Regions from separate parts of the Anas platyrhynchos genome. Here region 2 is linked to region 1. The links are chromatin contacts, called in public Hi-C maps. All regions are on one chromosome and are shown on one strand. Each heading gives the region's core, a stretch centred on a gene start, on an enhancer-like site or on the middle of the called end of the contact. The rest is flanking DNA. Distances are from core to core; before and after follow the strand shown.

Region 1 (2,752 bases), core at 166-2,665:
TACATACAGTCTATTTGTAACATATCCCTCATAGAGCTCTTCCTCTTACTTCCTGTGAATGGGAATATTACAAAACTGCACAGAGGAAGTGGAAGTTTAAGAGCCTTGCAGAAAACAGATGGAAAATGTGATAGGAAACTGAAAAACAAACATATTATGTTTTCATACATGTTAGTTGCACATAACAAAGGTTAACTTCCACTTGTATCTTTCTCTAAAGTTTCTGCCCAGTATTTTTCATTCTTGCACTAGTATTTATATACTGTAAGGTCTTCTCCCAATAACAATAGTAAAAGAGTCTGGTAAAAGTTTTATTATCAAAGACAGTAAAAAGTCTTATTTTATGTAGAGGAAATAAGCCGGAATCAATAAAGATATAACTTGGTGTGTCTATTAACACACCGGAACAAAATTTCTCAATTAATTTTTCCCAAAATGCAGTTCTCTTTACTGGGATTCTCTCGATGACTTTTTACCAAGGTTTTCTCTGCAGGAAATAGTGGACAAACTCCAGATCTCTGAAAGAATGACAAAACAGTATGAAGTACTGGATCTCCCACAAGAATGCTAGAAACTTCACCTCTCACGGAGCTGGGAAAGACCAAACAAAATTTACACACAACCCAAACCCACACTGGGGTCTGGCATTTGATTAATCCCACAGCATTTTCAATCCATCTCATTCCATCTTAGTAACTGCTTTATTTTTTAAAGCAGGCTAGATTTAAAAGATCTTCCTTAGGCCTCTCCTACCTCTGCTGATTTTCAAATTCTTTGCATCCATCAGCACAGCTGAAATTAGAACCCTTATTCTGTATTGTAAATTGCGAAATAAAATTTGGAACATTTTAAGTCTGTAAACATCAAATTATTCTGAATGTTTTGTCTTCTGTAGTTACTAGCCACTAAAGATTGATGTTCCCTTGTAACTCCTTGCTGATTAACACATTCCTTTGGGTGCCTAATTTGTGAGAGATTTACACTGTGCAAACACTGTTTACAGAGAGCACTTGATTCTCTCTAAATCAGTTAGATATGCCTTTTCAGGAACATTTTCTCTTTCAGACTACCAGAAGAGGGGTTTTGTTTTTTACCTGCAACAAGGGTTCCAAGACCACATCGCCTCTGAGAAGTGACGGGGCAGCTTGGAAATAAAATGGGCTTGCCAGTACTGCCTCATGTATAATTGAAATGCAATTTAAGGGGTCTTCAGAGGAATTTCTCCAGCTCTGGAGGAGGCCGATCAGCAATCTGACCTCCAATAAAGACAACAGAAGGAAGCTCCCTTTGAAAGATAGAGGGGACTTTTTTTTCTTTGAAAAGCATTCTTAGGTGCCGTCTGCTGATACAGTGCAGACTTATCTCCTGAGGTCCAGACAAGTCTGTGTTACTGATTATGCCAATATACCTCATGCAGTTCTCACTGCTCTTATCTAAGAATGGGAAAAGTCAAGGAGAGCAAGGGAAAAATAAAACAGAACCCTATCCAAAGGAGAAGTTTATCTTTAGAAGTGTTCGAAATACATCCAAAGAAATTCCTCTGCATATATGTTAAAGTTCTAGAATTTTACTTTGTTTTTATTCTCCATTAAAAAATGAGGCTACTTTGTGAATAAAAAGTGAGCAAAATATGTCTATAAACCTGGTGGACACATGTACAAACAGGTCATTCTATTTGCAGTCATGCGTTGTGTTTGAAAAACGAGCATTTGTATCTAAAGTTATACCTGAAGTCATGATGTGTTATAAAGGCAAATACTGAGTCCTGCATCTGGGACAGCCTGGGTGCCAACTGATTAGAGAGCAGCTTCACAAAAAGGACCTGGGACTCCTGAAGGGAAAACTGAACATGAGTCAGCAGTATACCTTTGCAGCAATAAAATCCAGCCTCATACTGGGCTGCTTTATTAAGAAAATAGGCAGCAACTCAAAGGAAATTATTATTCCCCTCTATTCAGCACTTGTGAGACCACATCTGGAATACTGTATCTAATTCTGGGACACTGACAAACTGGAGCAAGTCAAGCTGAGGGCCACCAAGGTGGACAAGGGGCTGCAAAACATGACATGTAAGGACAGCTGAGGGAGCTGGATTTGTTTGGCCTGGAAAAGGGAGAGCTAAAGGAGAGGGTTTCACTTCCATTTTCACCTACCTAATGGGTGGTCACTGAGAAACTGTTCTTGGAAGTGCACATCAAAGGATGTCAATGGATGTCACTGGATGCATGTCTCAGCAAGGGAACTTTCATGTATGAGGAAAAAGAATATTCACAATAAGACTGGCAAAGGAAAAACAAAAAAGAAGAAGAAGAAAAAAAAGGAAAAGGAAAGGGAAAGGGAAAAGGAAAAGGAAAAGGAAAAGGAAAAGGAAAAGGAAAAGGAAAAGGAAAAGGAAAAGGAAAAGGAAAAGGAAAAGGAAAAGGAAAAGGAAAAGGAAAAGGAAAAGGAAAAGGAAAAGGAAAAGGAAAGGGAAAAAAAGAGAAGGGTGCCCCAGAGAGGCTGTCGCATCTTCACCCTTACAGATACTCAAAACTTTGTGGAAAATGTCTTAAGCAACATGCTCCAACTTCAAAGTTAGCAATGCTTTGAGCAAGCAATTGCACTAGAGGAGCTCCAAGGGGCCCCTCCAACCTAAATTATTCAATGAATTTATACTAGTAAACAAAAGTTCATCTGTTTTCGCTGTTAACCTGTCTTCCATCTCACATCAGAAACTAAGTGCATTCTCTGCAAGTTTATAATTTGTGGGACA
Region 2 (2,700 bases), core at 51-2,550, 180 kb before region 1:
GCCCTAGCGGCACGCCGGCACGGCATACCAATATGTGCCCAGGCAGGTGGAGTTAAGACGCAAAGGGGGAAGAGAGGGGGGGAGGACAGAGCAGGACTCAGTCAAAGTGTGGTCTGTTAAAAATCCTCCAGTGCTCAGCCGTCCACATTTTCAAAATGCAAATGTTTTAAAATTAAAAATCATATCTGTGACTAAATGGCTTCTCAAAATCAATCTAGATAACCAGAAAATTCTGTGGCACATTTGAGAGACTTTCATCCTAAATGAAATACATAACTCAGATTATACCTTCATAGGAATTCAAGAGGTCCTAAATATACTAATGGAGAATTACATTTAAGAGACATTTAAATTACCCAGTCTATAATTTTGGGGGTTTTGCTTATCTGTGCATCTTTTGACTGCTTTGGATAATTAGGAAAATTTCCTTGGCAATGCTCTAAGAGGATAGGCAAAAGAGTGACATAACTACTCCCAAAGAAGGAAAGGTCGGGGTTTTGCATTCTGCAGATTTTTAAAGTAAAAAATTAAAGTATCCATCATATGGACAGTCTGAAGCAGTATGCATGTGTGTAACATATAAAACCTATCACCCAGCTCTGAAATATGTTGCCTTTTCATGGGCTGCTCCCTCTGCTTTGACTCATTTGAAGTATCTTGCTGGCTTTTCTGCCTGGAAGGGCCAGGTTAGGGAAGCATGCTGCTAGTCTCCAGCATTTCCTGAACACAACTTTTCAAAGGCGGCTCCCAAACAGAGCGGCACACAGTCTGTTCAAAACCTTCCATTAGCTCTGCTGGCTAGTTTGTTATCTTGTAAGGTCCCCCCCTTCTGCCCTTAATGAACAGTTTGTTCCATTGTAATTCTTATATCAAGCATCTGGAAACCAGACAGATAAATTTTTACACACCACATAGATTTAAAAAAAAAAAAAAAAAAAGTCTTTTAGTACACGTGACTTACCCAAGAACAAAAAAAAAAAAAAGGAGGGTCAGCTGAACCAGTAAACTGACCTTTTTAAAAAAATAAAATAAAATAAAATAATTATGAAAAAAAAAAAAAAAAGAGAGAGAGAAACACTATGACCAACACGGTTTTCTAGACAGAAACTCTGAAAAGCAACATACACTTTGCAGCAGGATAATGTGCTCTGACAACAGACTAGCTCCTCTGTTCACAGCTGTCTCCAGCGGGAGGAGCTGAAACCTGAAGCAAAGCCTCCGAGCAGGGATTGGATCCGTCCTGCGAGGAGCCCTCCCAAAAAAACAGGCTGTTTGGAAAAGTGCTTGAGAACATCCAGAAGTGATTGGAGGAGCAGAAAACCCTTCCCCCCTGCACCTGACTTGTGGGTATTTACAGCACTTTTCAAGGCGCCTCTGCACTGCCACTACACAAGCAGAGTGCATGGACGGCGCGGGGCAGACAATGCGATAGGGACCGATGCACCAGCAGTGATAGTGTGCGTGCGTGCTGCACACCAGCTGGGCACCGTTACACGAATCCGAAAGGAGGCTCTGGAAGAAGGAGAAACCCTGCATTCAAAATGCCACGCTCCTTCCTGGTCAAGAAGCATTTCAATTCATCTAAGAAGCCAAATTACAGCGAACTGGACACTCATACAGGTAACAAAACGAGATCGATGGCCGCCGCTTTGCTTCTGAGGTTGTGTTTATGGTGTGGCGGTAAAGAGGAGGGGTGGGATTGCTTTTACAGGCTTTGGAGAATGGGTTAGTTCACTGCTAGCTCTTTTATCTTTTGCTTACAACGAGAGAGTTCTGAGAAATATGTCAGTGCTCCGCAGAATGAATCACAAAGTTTGCTCATCCACTTGAACTCAGTTATTATAAGAGGATTTGGAGTTTTCCTGTTCTACATCTGTTGGAAATGGAATTGAAACTTTTATGCAATTCCTTCAGGAAGTTTCACTGCTTCAGTGTATCAGGCTGCATAGGTTTAGAAAGAGCATGCTGCCTCGAAGAGACTCAAACTATAACTCGAACTATAATGCTGTCTCTACCCATCAGTATGTATGTATCAAGTAGTATTTCCTTAGTCCTCCCTATATTCAGACAACCGTACTGAGTTTTTGATTTATGCATTTTTTTTAATCCCACAAATGTTAATTTTGCTGCCTTCTGAAGTACTTTTCAGTTCTCTTACCTTAAAATTTTCTTCTTTCTCCAGTGATTATATCCCCATACCTGTATGAAAGCTATCCAGTCCCTATCATACCACAGCCAGAGATCCTGAGCTCTGTAGCTTACAACCCCATTACTGTGTGGACTACAACCGGGCTGCTACCGTCTCCACTACCTAATGACCTCTCTCCACTTTCTGGATACCCTTCATCTTTGGGAAGAGTCAGCCCACCTCCACCTTCTGACACCTCCTCCAAAGATCACAGCGGTTCAGAAAGTCCCATTAGTGATGAAGAAGAGAGAATCCAGTCAAAGCTTTCAGACCCCCATGCAATCGAAGCTGAAAAGTTTCAGTGCAGTTTATGCAACAAGACCTATTCAACTTTCTCTGGGTTGGCCAAACATAAGCAGCTGCATTGTGATGCCCAGTCTAGGAAATCATTCAGCTGCAAGTACTGTGACAAGGAGTATGTCAGCCTGGGAGCGCTTAAGATGCACATCAGGACCCACACACTACCATGTGTCTGCAAGATCTGTGGCAAGGCTTTCTCCAGACCCTGGCTA

The links. Hi-C and Micro-C count contacts between places; a contact is called where the count stands out from the background.
Region 2: a Hi-C map of F5 follicle shows a contact between it and region 1, with 5 times the contacts expected there. The contact joins the promoter of SNAI2 here to the enhancer-like site in region 1. A contact is called at or near these places in 2 of 8 Hi-C or Micro-C datasets (F5 follicle and subcutaneous adipose tissue).

Annotation. Positions count from the first base shown.
Region 1 is chr2:46,631,349-46,634,100 of IASCAAS_PekinDuck_T2T, reverse strand. No RefSeq gene overlaps it. Among named protein-coding and RNA genes, the nearest start is that of SNAI2, 180 kb to the left of the region's middle. Within about 2 kb of position 1,415, at least 6 of the 8 cell types and tissues checked have an H3K27ac peak or open chromatin away from gene starts, as enhancers often do. A contact at or near this core is called in F5 follicle, where this site is marked.
Region 2 is chr2:46,814,408-46,817,107 of IASCAAS_PekinDuck_T2T, reverse strand. It overlaps SNAI2 (snail family transcriptional repressor 2), which reads left to right and starts at 1,300. Exons shown (of 3, transcript XM_005010199.6): 1 at 1,300-1,620; 2 at 2,183-2,700. The coding sequence starts at 1,542. LOC119715952 (a long non-coding RNA gene) reads right to left here and starts at 1,240. Exons shown (of 4, transcript XR_005263505.2): 1 at 1,126-1,240.